2 separate regions of the Capra hircus genome follow, and region 2 is linked to region 1. Evidence: chromatin contacts called from public Hi-C data. All regions are on one chromosome and are shown on one strand. Each heading gives the region's core, a stretch centred on a gene start, on an enhancer-like site or on the middle of the called end of the contact. The rest is flanking DNA. Distances are from core to core; before and after follow the strand shown. Region 1 has its middle 64 kb from the start of FOXN2. Region 2 has its middle 11 kb from the start of PPP1R21.

The links. Hi-C and Micro-C count contacts between places; a contact is called where the count stands out from the background.
Region 2: a Hi-C map of blood shows a contact between it and region 1, with 4 times the contacts expected there. The contact joins two enhancer-like sites. A contact is called at or near these places in 2 of 5 Hi-C or Micro-C datasets (both in blood).

What each region holds. Positions count from the first base shown.
Region 1 is chr11:30,167,158-30,173,475 of ARS1.2, forward strand. No RefSeq gene overlaps it. Among named protein-coding and RNA genes, the nearest start is that of FOXN2, 64 kb to the right of the region's middle. Within about 2 kb of position 2,059, at least 1 of the 5 cell types and tissues checked has an H3K27ac peak or open chromatin away from gene starts, as enhancers often do.
Region 2 is chr11:30,314,229-30,320,559 of ARS1.2, forward strand. No RefSeq gene overlaps it. Among named protein-coding and RNA genes, the nearest start is that of PPP1R21, 11 kb to the right of the region's middle. Within about 2 kb of position 3,708, at least 3 of the 5 cell types and tissues checked have an H3K27ac peak or open chromatin away from gene starts, as enhancers often do.

The sequences.
Region 1 (6,318 bases), core at 809-3,308:
TGAGCTTCTCTTCTGCATGTGTTAACAACTACTGGCATGTCAAAACATAAACACAAAATCAGGGGCAGAATGGTTTTTTGTTTGTTTTCTTTCATTGTTGTTGTTTTATTTTTTAACTGGAAGATAATTGCTTTACAATGTTGTATTGCTTTCTACCATGAAACAACATGAATCAGTCATAACTATATATACATATATATGTATGTATATATATGGGATATAGATATACATATATATATACAGATATGTATATATATCTATATATATATCCCCTCCCTCTTGAGCCCCCTTCCCACCCCTTACCCCCATCCCACCCCTCTAGGTCATCACAGAGCATCAGGCTGGACTCAGGGGCAGCATGTTTAACTTTGTTTTTAAAGTTTATCCAAAACATAGGATGAGTGAATTAATAAGTATTAGGGATTATTTTCAATAAACTAGTATAATTTTTAACTGATGGAAGTAAACATGACTGGCAGGGCACAGTGGTCTATTCTACTCTCTAAGAAAAGCCTGTGGGCATCCATTGCAAGGTATGACAGAAATAACTGGGAGATTCCAGGTTTTACTCTCCTCCATTCAGTAATGTGAAATGATTCTCAAGAGGCTGAGAAACCCATTAAAACATCTCCTGGCCCATAAAAATAACTGCCTTGTTACCTCTCGATCATGGTAATCCTGTGTGAGATGACAATTCTGGATTTTGTCTCTTTCTACATTGTTCGAAATGTGAATTTGAGAGTGAGCGAGTAAAAGGGAGTGCCACATGAGCAGTTATAGCCTTTGAGTACCACTGAGCACACACTTAACATGTTTGTTTCTGAGGTAGCCTTTCATAATAACATTTAATCCAGTGACATTTTTGCGTGTGCTTTTAGAAAAGAAGCAGTTGAAGGTGGTGGGTAAAAGAGCAAACGTCTGAGAAGTCACAGCTCTCAGCAAACACAGACACACGAGTTTACCATTACCTGGTGGACAACAAACAGCAACAAACATCTGATTCTGAGTTTTCAGAGATTTGCTCAATTATTAATGAGGTTGCCACTGAGGGAAGAATAAGACAGAATTGCTTTGACTTTCAGATCTATTAAAAACTGGTGGGAGCCTTCCAGTTCTTGACCATATGTGAATTATCCACCTGGCAGATTATTGTTTCCTTGAAATTCAGCCAGCTTAGCCCCAAGTGACCTATTCTGCCTAAGTTATATTTAGCAAATACTAACTTATTTAAACATAGACTATGCAAAATATTTACGAGATGAACATAGCCAAGGTAAATATATATATATATATATATATATATATATATATAAAACATTTCTTAAACTAATGGAAATGTTTTATAAATCATCCAAAGTTTTGGAATTAAAAAATTTGAAGCTGCCAGGGCCCTGAAAGACTTCTTATCCAAGAGTTTCATTTCATAGCTGAGAAAAATAGGCATGGTGAGGTTTACTGACTTGCCCAGAGTAACAGTTAATTGTGAAATTAAAATGTTTAAAGCATAGCTTCCCTTCTATTAAGTTTTTGGAAATATTTTTAGGAGTATCTGCAATATGGGGGAAATGATCTGCACTGAATCTCCCTAAGAACAGAGCTGGACTCCGGGGGTGATGGGTTGATGGGGTGTGTGGCTGGGGGAAGGGGAGCCTGCCAGGTGTTCCCTCACTCAGCTCTGTTGCCTGCACTACAAGAAGTCTTCAGAATCCGTCCTCATTCTCTTATTTTACAGCTCTCTCAAATTGCTTATTATTTTTGTGCTTTATCTCTTTCCTATGAGTAAACCTTGAATCACTCCCCTCAGTTGCCTTTTGTGAATTACAGACTCTTAGGGAAGAGCTGGGACCAAACAAGGAGTTTGGAGAGACAATCCATAGCCTGAAGAGAGAATACACTACAGCTTCAGGAGGAGAGAGTGGAAGAAGGTTCGCAGTATGTATTTAATGCTGCTGAGCAGCTGGGCCACAGGAATTGCGAGAATTTATATCATTGAAGGTGCTCAGCAGTGCTTGATAGGGCTCTGCCAGGAGTGAGCAGATGGAGAAAGAGGAATAAGTGTCTGTGCAGCTAGTGGATAAATTCCAGAAGCTCACCTCAGCACCATTGGCTGCCTTTCAGACTAAAGACCCATAACTGGGGACTTAAATGTATTTGCAGATGTACGTAGATTTTAAAAGGAAGTCTGCAGCACCTCACATCCAATACAATGGCTACTATCAAAAAAAAAAAAAAAAAGAGAGAGAGCGAGCGAGAAGAAAGGAAGGAAGGAGGGAAGAAAGAAAGAAAGAAAATAACAAGTGTGTTGGCGAGGATATGGGGAAATTATAACCCTCGTGCTCAACTGTGGGAATATAAAGTGACATAGCCACTTTGAAAACTGTATGCAGTTTCCTCAAAATTTAAAAATACAATTACCACATGACCCAGCCGTGGATACCCAAAAGAAGTGAAAGCAAGAACTAGAACCCATGGTCATAGCAATATTATTCACAATAGCTAAAAGGTAGAAACAATCCAAGTGTCCATCAACAAGATGAATGGATAAACAAATGTGGTATATACATAAAATGGGATATTATTCAGCCTTAGAAAGAAATTAAATTCTGACACTTGCTGTAACGTGGATAAACCTTGAGGACATTTTGATAAGTGAAACGCAGCAGTCATAAAAGGACAAATACTGTGTGATTCCATTTATATAAGGTACCTAGAATACTCCAACTCTTGGAGATAAAAAAGTAGAATGGTGATAGCCAAAAGGGTTAGGGTGAAGGTGAAATAAGGCTTCCCTGGTGGATCAGTGGTTAAGAATCTGCCAATGCAGGATACGTGGGTTCTATCCCTGAGTTCAGAAGATCCCCTGGAGAAGGAAACGGCAACCCCCTCCAGTATTTTTGCCCAGAAAATCCCAGGGACAGGGAAAACGTTACGTAGTGGGGAGTTAAGGCCATGACAAAGACGTTGGTGTGTGAGATGAAAGCCACTAGAGGGCTCTGCATAGAGGAATGACGTGACCTGACAGGTCTTAAAGGGATCATTTTGACTGCTCTGTTGGGAAGATGGGAAGAGGCAAGGGTGCAAACGGTGTCACCAATCATATGACTTTCGCAATAATCCAAGAGAAATTGATTGACTTGGACTGGATGGCAGCAGATGAAGCTGTCATATTCTAGAAATACTTTAAAGATGAAACCAACATGATTTGCTGATAGATTGGATATCAAGTGTGAGAGAAAACAAAATAGTCATGAGTGGCTCCCAAGCTGTTGGTCTGAATGGCTAGAAGCATAGAGCTGGCATTTACTAAGGTGGGAAAACTGTTAAAAGAGGAGGTTTGAGTTGGGAGCAGGCAGGGAATCAGACATTTGATTTTGGACACATCAAGTTCAAGATTTTTGTTAGATATATATGGAAATATCAACTAATTTATATATAAAGATCCAGAGTTCAGGGTAGAAGTACAGTTACAGATGTAAGCTGAAAGCTCTTGGCTTGTATTGGTTCAAAGCCATGGCAATGGATGACATTCCCAAGAGAGTGAGTCTAGATGTAGAAGAGGTCTAATAATTGAGTCACGGGGTATTTGGGGCTATTCCAATAGTCAACGGTTAGAAAAATGAGGGAGAACCAGCAAAGAAGACTGAGAAGGAATAGGCACAGAAATAAAAGGAGAGCTAAGAGATTCTTCAAAGTCAAATGAAAAGACTTGTTTTGAGGAGGAAGGGGTGGGCAATCGTGTCATGTTGATGACAGGTCAAGATGGATGAGAGTTGAGATTGGACCATTGGATTTAGCAGCACGAAGGTCAGTAGTGATCTTTTCAAAAGTTGCTTTGTTGTAGTGTGGGAGTGAGTGCTTGGTTGGCGTGAAGCTGAGAGAAAGTAGCTTTAAACTACCTAAATTTTCTAAGCCTTGATTTCCTTATCTATAAAAAATGGGCATGTTAGTATTTTCCAAATGGAGTTGCTGTAAACATGAAAGGAAATAAATTATTTGAAGTACCTAGTAAGTGAGTGAAAGTGAAAGTCACTCAGTCGTGTCTGATTCTTTGCAACCCCATGGACTATACAGTCCATGGGAATTCTCCAGGCCAGAATATGGGAGTGGGTAGCCTTTCCCTTCTCCAGGGGATCTTCCCAACCCAGGGATCGACCCCAGGTCTCCTGCACTGCAGGCAGATTCTTTACCAGCTGAGCCACAAGGGAAGCAAAGTACTTACCAAAGGTCTAGCAAATATACAGTTGTCCCTTGGTTCCAGTATCCTCCACAAACTCCACAAATGTTGAAATCTCTTAAGTAAAATGGTCTGCTATTCACATATAATGTAAACATATCCTGCCATATATTTAAATAATCTCTAGATTACTTATAATACCTAACACAATGTAAATGTTATATAAAAAGTTGCCAGCATGCAGCAAGTTCATGTTTTGCTTTTGGAAACTTTCTGAAATTAAAAAAACTTTTTTCAACCCCCCTGGTTGGTTGATTCTGCAGATGCAGAACATGAAGATCTGGAGCGGTGACTATATTAAGTATTTTTATTTTTTATAATTTTGTTTTTAGATTTCAACTATTCCAGAGGAAGAGTAGACATTTATTGATACTTACCATCATCTTAAGTTAATCACCTTTTTTGAAAAGCTCAGATAGGAATCGACATAGTTAACTAATCTTTTTTCACATTTTTGGAGAAGGAAATGGCAACCCACTCTCCAGTACTCTTGCCTGGAAAATCCCATGGACTGAGGAGCCTGGTAGGGTACAGTCCATGGAGTCGCAGAGTCGGACACAACTGAGAGACTTCACACTTTCACTTTTTTATATTTCTTTTTATAAAATGAGGGTATATAGGCAAACAGGGCTTCCCTAGTAGCTCAGCTGGTAAACAATCAGCATGCAATGAGGAGACCCCGGTTTGATTCCTGGGTCAGGAAGATCCCTTGGAGAAGGGATAGGCTACCCACTCTGGTATTCTTAGGCTTCCCTGGTGGTTCAGAAAGTAAAGAATCCACAGCAATCTGGGTTTGATCCCTGGGTTGGGAAGATGCCCTGGAGGAGGGCATGGCAACCCACTCCAATATTCTTGCCTGGAAAATCCCCATGGACAAGAGGAGGCTGGTGGGCTATAGTCCATGAGGTCCCAAAAAGTCAGACATGACTGAGTGACTAGACACACACATGTCAGTTCAATTCAGTTCAGTTCAGCCACTCAGTCATGTCCGACTCTTTGCGACCCCATGAATCGCAGCGCACCAGGCCTCCCTGTCCATCACCAACTCCCGGAGTTCACTCAAACTCATGTCCATGGAGTCAGTGATGCCATCCAGCCATCTCATCCTGGGTCGTCCCCTTCTTCTCCTGCCCCCAATCCCTCCCAGCATCAGAGTCTTTTCCAATGAGTCAACTCTTCATATGAGGTGGCCAAAGTATTGGAGTTTCAGCTTCAGCATCAGTCCTTCCAATGAACACCCAGGACTGATCTCCTTTACAATGAACTGGTTGGATCTCGTTGCAGTCCAAGGGACTCTCAAGAGTCTTCTCCAACACCACAGTTCAAAAGCATCAACTCTTCTGCACTCAGCCTTCTTCACAGTCCAACTCTCACAACCATACATGACCACTGGAAAAACCATAGCCTTGACTAGATGGACCTTTGTTGGCAAAGTAATGTCTCTGCTTTTTAATATGCTATCTATGTTGGTCATAACTTTCCTTCCAAGGAGTAAGCATCTTTTAATTTCATGGCTGCAGTCACCATCTGCAGTGATTTTGGAGCCCCCCAAAAACAAAGTCTGACACTGCTTCCACTGTTTCCCCATCTACTTCCCATGAAGTGATGGGACCAGATGCCATGATCTTCATTTTCTGAATGTTGAGCTTTAAGCCAACTTTTTCACTCTCCTCTTTCACTTTCATCAAGAGGCTGTTTAGTTCCTCTTCACTTTCTGCCATAAGGGTGGTGTTATCTGCATATCTGAGGTTATTGATATTTCTCCCAGCACTCTTGATTCCAGCTTGTGCTTCTTCCAGCCCAGTGTTTCTCATGATGTACTCTGCATATAAGTTAAATAAGCAGGGTGACAATATACAGCCTTGACATACTTACTCCTTTTCCTATTTGGAACCAGTCTATTGTTCCATGTCCAGTTCTAACTGTTGCTTCCTAACCTGCATACAGATTTCTCAAGAGGCAGGTCAGGTGGTCTGGTATTCCCATCTCTTTCAGAATTTCTCAGTTTATTGTGATCCACACAGTCAAAGGTTTTGGCATAGTCAAACACACACAGACAGGCAAATGCCAAAAAAAAAAAAAAA
Region 2 (6,331 bases), core at 2,458-4,957, 150 kb after region 1:
TCTCTTGTGTTCTGCACATTCTGTCCTCACCCAATACTCTTGGCCTCTTGTCCCTTCTGGAAACAAGGGCTTGGTCTAAGGAAGGGCTCTGTGTTCTGTCAGTTATGGGTAGAGTGAATCATGGCCAACACTTACCCAGCTGAGTGTGCAACCTGCCTTGTACGGCCTAAGGATTACCCACGCAGTCACCCCTTGGATTGATACTAAGAATTTCCCAGCCCCCTCAGAGAGGCATGTGCGTTTAAGCTACATTTCTAATATAATAAATTCATTTGTCCTCTGGAAAAGATATCTTTGGTTGGGAGATAAGTGGGGGAATGGGAGGAGATTTGTAAAGGTAACACTCACGTCAATCAGCTGATCAGTTAACTTACTGAACAAACAGGTACGACATGCCCACAGTACTCTGTGGAAGATGTGCAAGGATGGCTTTGGAACCGGTGCCAGGCCCTCCCTCCTCTTCCCTCCTCCTCCCTCCAGCCTCACCACCACTATCCAGGGGAGATGCCAGCTCTCTGCTGGGCTGATCAATGCTACAGTTTCCTAACTGATCTCGCTACTTCTGGATTCTTTAGTTATTTCGTCTTATTATGAACCTAGGCACATGCTTCTCTGTTAAAATCCCATTAGGGGCTCTGCCCTGGCTACAGCCTGAGTCCTGGCTCTCTCTGGTGGGGGGCACTCTTCTGTCCAGCCCCAACCACAGCCTCTGCACATGTAACTGGCTCACTAACCACAACCCTTCCTCGTGTTTTTATGTGCCCAAATGCAACATGCGCTCACGACATGACTCTTACGACTGTTCCCTGTGCCTGGAATGCTTTTCCTTTCATCACCCCCAAACCTTCCACTAAACTTCAGCACCATCCTGTTTTGCTTTCTTTCTCTCACACCCCACAACCAGTCCACCAAGAAACCACGTGGATTTCAATATACCTCCTTCAGAATACACCCACAATCTGTCCAGGACTCACGGTCTCTGCTGTCCTCTCTCAGCTTGAGCTTGGCCCTAGCTTCCAACGCGGCCCCTGCTTTGGCCTTTGCCCTCCCTCCCACCCATGGGTGCTCTCAATACAGCAGCCAGAGTGACCTTCTTAGACACAAGTCAGATCGTGTCACACTTTTCTGAAAACCCTCCAAAGCAATGGTGGGCTGGAGGAGCTGGTCCCGGCTGGTGAGAAGCCACCCTCACACACCTTCTCTACTGTGTTCAGTGGCGTCACATCGGTAGCTTAGAATAAGCACGGTGGGAGTATTTATACCACAGAAATTGGCAGATGCTTAAAAAAAAAACAGCGTTTCTTTTTTTGAGACTCAATTTGCCAGCACACCATTGCTCCAACGGTGACCCGTTTCTCTTAGAGCAAAAGCCAAACTTGTCACAACTACCTGCAAGTCCCCCTGGAAACTGATTCCTTCTCGAAGTTCCTCTGCTTTGCTCCAGGCACATGGGCCTCCTCGCCTTCCAAGACATTCTCATTTCCAGGGACTGGCCCTGCCTGCTCCCCGTGCTTGGAACACTCCCCGTAGAGACCCAGGGGAAGGGGGGGCTTATTCCTGCTATTCTGGAAGTCCTTGCTCAAATCTCGCTTTCTCAGTGAAGCTCACCTGACCCCCTCACCAAACTCCACCCAGCAGCCCTGTGTTCCTTCCATTCTAACCTGGAGGTACTAATTATGTTTACTAATATTTACACATGCTCTGCGTCTCCCGCCCCAATGCCACCTCTACAAGAGTATGGGTTTGGGACTATTTTCTTCCTCATGAGTCCCAGTACCCAAAACAGTGTCCGACGCATGAGACCCTCAGTAAGCATTTACTGGCTGACCGGCTGACTGAATCTCCAAATGCCCACCTCCTCTGTAAACCTTTCCTAATCTCAGTACTTTCCTCATCTCCGTTCACAATAGGTCCAGATTCTTTTCCTCTGTGTTAGTTCATTGTATAATACATTGTATAATACATGTGGCTTAAAACTCAACATTCAGAAAACTAAGATCATGGCATCTGGTCCCATCACTTCATGGCAAATAGATGGGGAAACAGTGGAAACAGTGACAGACTTTATTTTGGGGGGCTCCAAAATCACTGCAGATGGTGACTGTAACTATGAAATTAAAAGACGCTTACTTCTTGGAAGAAAAGTTATGACCAACCTAGACAGCTTAGTAAAAAGCAGAGACAACAAAGGTCCATCTAGTTAAAGCTATGGTTTTTCCAGTGGTCATGTATGGATGTGAGAGTTGGACTATAAAGAAAGCTGAGTGCTGAAAAATTGATGCTTTTGAACTGTGGTGTTGGAGAAGACTCTTGAGAGTCTCTTGGACTGCAAGGAAATCCAACCAGTCCATCTTAAAGGAAATCAGTCCTAAATATTCACTGGAAGGACTGATGCTGGAGCTGAAACTCCAATACTTTGGCTACCTGATGTGAAGAACTGACTCATTTGAAAAGACCCTGATACTGGGAAAAATTGAAGGCGGGAGGAGAAGGGGGCGACAGAGGATGAGATGGCTAGATGGCATCACTGACTCAATGGGCATGAGTTTGAGTAAACTCCAGGAGTTGGTGATGGACAGGGAGGCCTGGCATGCTGCAGTCCATGGGGTCACAAAGAGTCTGACACAACTGAACAACTGAACTGAACTGAAGAGCTTATGCTGTATCCCTATGATTTTATGATCTGCCTCCCCCAGCAGATGGCTGTTGGTGGGCTCTTTGAGGTACTTCCAACACCTATCCCAGTGCCTGGCACACACCACTCCCACTAATATCAGTGAACTAGTGTGGGTTGCCGGTTCCAGGGGCTCTTCCTGACCCAGGGATTGAACCTGTATCTCTTGCATTTCCTACACTGGCAGGCGGATTCTTTACCACTAGTGCCACTTGGGGAACCCCCTCAGTGAACCCATGAAGGTATAAGTGAATGGTGACCAGAATGTAATTCCAGTGTAATTCCGTTCTGGAATGTTATCCCAGAACGGATTCCTCTTCTCATCAGGGACACCCTTCTGCGCATGGCTGTGTTGGGAAGGCCTGCAGTTGAGAGAGAGTCGGCCCTCCTTTTCTCATCCTCTCCCTCAAGCCCCTTGTCCTCTGGGGCCTTGCACAAGGGGCAGGAATGTGGCCTTGAATCCACTGGTCTCTTGGAACGTGGCTAGAAGGAACAGGAGGGCCTAGCATGTGCTGGAGAACCTGCTTCCGGGGTTTGTAGAACACATGGCACCACCTCTTCGGGCTCTTCTCCAGCCCAGAGGTTCCTAAGGCTACATCTCCTGGCTCAGGAGGCTGCCAGAGAGGCCCCCTGTCTTCCCACCGAAGCCCTGTCCATGAGGGCCAGCCTACCCAGAACAAAGGAGAGGCTGCGCCCTGTGGAGAGGGGTGACTTGTCTCCTTTCCCAGCCATCAGGTGAGGAGGAAGGGTCCACACCCTAACTCAAAGCCTCAAGGGAATACCGGATGTCCCAACGCATTCTGCAGAAAGACAGTAATTTTCCAGTTACTAATTTGCCTTGCCTGTTCTGTTCAAACAGGCTACTTGTTTCCTCAAAAAGAATCAGGTATAGTGGGATGAGGTCACTAGAGACGTGCCTAAACAACTACAAACACTGGCCATAGTTCGTGCGGAAGCACTCCTAACCAGCCACTCGGACTATCGTCTGAGTTTTACCTTTTCTAAACAAATTCGGTGAGGGCGCGCCCCCTGCTGGCAACACGAGATTATATCAGGCAGAAACCTCTGCTGGAACAATTAATTGGGCGTCAGTTCAGTTCAGTTCAGTTCAGTCGCTCAGTCGTGTCCGACTCTTTGCGACCCCATGGACTGCCGCACGCCAGGCTTCCCTGTCCATCAACAACTCCCAAATATTACTCAAACTCATGTCCATCGAGTCGGTGATGCCATCCAACTATCTCATCCTCTGTTTTCCCCTTCTCCCGCCTTCAATCTTTCCCAGCATCAGGGTCTTTTCAAATGAGTCAGTTCTTTGCATCAGGTACCCGAAGTATTGGAGTTTCAGCTTCAACATCAGTCCTTTCAATGCATATTTAGGACTGATTTCCTTTAGGATGGACTGGTTGGATTTCCTTGCAGTCCAAGAGACTCTCAAGAGTCTTCTCCAACACCACAGTTCAACAACATTAATTCTTCAGCGCTCAGCTTTCTTTATAGTCCAACTCTCACATCCATACATGACTGCTGGAAAAAGGAAAGCTTTGACTAGATGGACCTTTGCTGGCAAAGTAATGCCTCTGCTTTTTACTATGTTGTCTAGGTTGGTCATAGCTTTTCTTCCAAGGAGCATGCGTCTTTTAATTTCATGGCTGCAGTCACCATCTGTAGTGATTTTGGAGACCCCCAAAATAAAGTCTGTCACTGTTTCCATTGTTTCCCCATCTATTTGCCCTGAAGTGATGGGATCGGATGCCATGATCTTAGATTCTCTGTGCTATATAGTAAAGTTTTATTGCTTATCTATTTGATGTATAGTAGTTTGTATCTGTTAATTCCATACCCCTAATTTCTCCCTCTATCTTTCCCTCTCCTTATTGGTAACCATAAATTTGTTTTCTATATCTGTTACTCTGTTTTTATTTTGTATATATATTCATTTGTATTAGTTTTTAGATTTCACATATGAGTGATATTGCTTATATTTGTCTTCTGCTGACATATATCACTAAGCAGAATATTATTTAGGTCTATCCACATTACTGCAAAAGGTAGGATTTCATTCTGTTTTTATGGATGAGTTATAGTTTTATATATACTGATCTAAGAAAATATTGCCATGATTTATGTTAGACTGTTTCAGTTATGTTCTCTTCTAGGAGTTTCATGGTGTCATGTCCTACATTTAGATCTTTAAACCATTTAAACTTATTTTTATGTATGGTATGATGGAATGTTCTAATTTCATTTCACATGTAGCTGTTCAGCTTTCTTAGCTCCAATTGTTAGAAATTTTTAAAAGGCTAAGGTAAGAAAAGCTTTTATAATTAAGTACTATTCAAAATGTAAATATAAGAATTTGCTCACCTGGCTTTAGAAAAAAATGTCCCTAATATAGAAGAACATTGATATATCAATGGACTTGGATAGATTGTGGGCTAAAAGTAACACCGTCCATTGGATTTTCCAGGCAAGAATACTGGAGTGGGTTGCCATTTCCTTCTCCAGGAGCTCTTCCAGACCCAGGGATTGAACCCCGGTCTCCTGCATTATAGGGAGACGCTTTACCGTCTGAGCCACCAGGGAAGTCTCTTGCTTAATAATAGTAGCAGCTGCTGCTGCTAAGTCACTTCAGTCCTGTCCGACTCTGTGCAACTCCATAGACGGCAGCCCATCAGGCTCTCCCGTCCGGGGTAGCTACTAACATTGTAATGATAGTAGCGACTAATGTTTATGAAACATTTCCTATTGAGTTAAGTTAATTGTCTAACAATGATAATCTATTAGTTATAGAAGAAATAAGAGTGCCAGTTGTTCTGAGCATGGGCTTCAATTGTTGTGGCATGCGGGATTTGTTGCTCCATGGCATATAGAATCTTAGTTTCCTGATCAGGGACTGAACCCACATCCCCGGCACTGCAAGGCAGATTCTTAACTACGGAACCACCAGGGAAGTCCCTAGGAGTCATTTCTTAAGTGCTCACTGCATTAGGAAAATAAAGATGAATTAGACCCAGACTCTGTGAGACCTCAGCGGCCTAACAGATGAGTTTTCCTTCAGTAGCTCCTGGGTCTTGCCTCGCACAGTCAGGAGTTCCTGGGTCTTGCCTCACACAGATGTTTACAGTCTTTGTTGTGAAAAATAAAAAGAGCACCCTGAAGCTGTAGGGAACACTCCAAAGTTAGGTATCCTCTGTCCTATACACAGGTGGCACACTTGTAACCAACTGTGGAGTGGGGGGAGCCCACGTTTGTAGCATCTGCCTATTTCCACAGTGTAAATCCTCCACCATGGCCAGTTTCAAGCTACCAACATGATGTCACTGAATGCAGAGTTGCAAAGATGGGCATAGCACATCACTGTATAGTATTACATAGATACAGTAAAAGTAAATAATTTCAAGAGCTTAGATAATAGTTATATATAGCAAATATAGTGAAATAAGAAAGTGATGAATTTAGAGTATTTATGTTTGTAATATAACTTATTTAACACTCATATAATTTAATCTTCAGTGATGGCTGTGTTCAATAACTAATTTGCACAGCTCCTGAAAAGTTAACAAATGGTTCTTTCAAGCTAGTAGGAGCCTGCTCCCATGCACCACTGATTTACCTGTCACAATACTGCAGTGTAGCCATGGTCATATACAACATGTG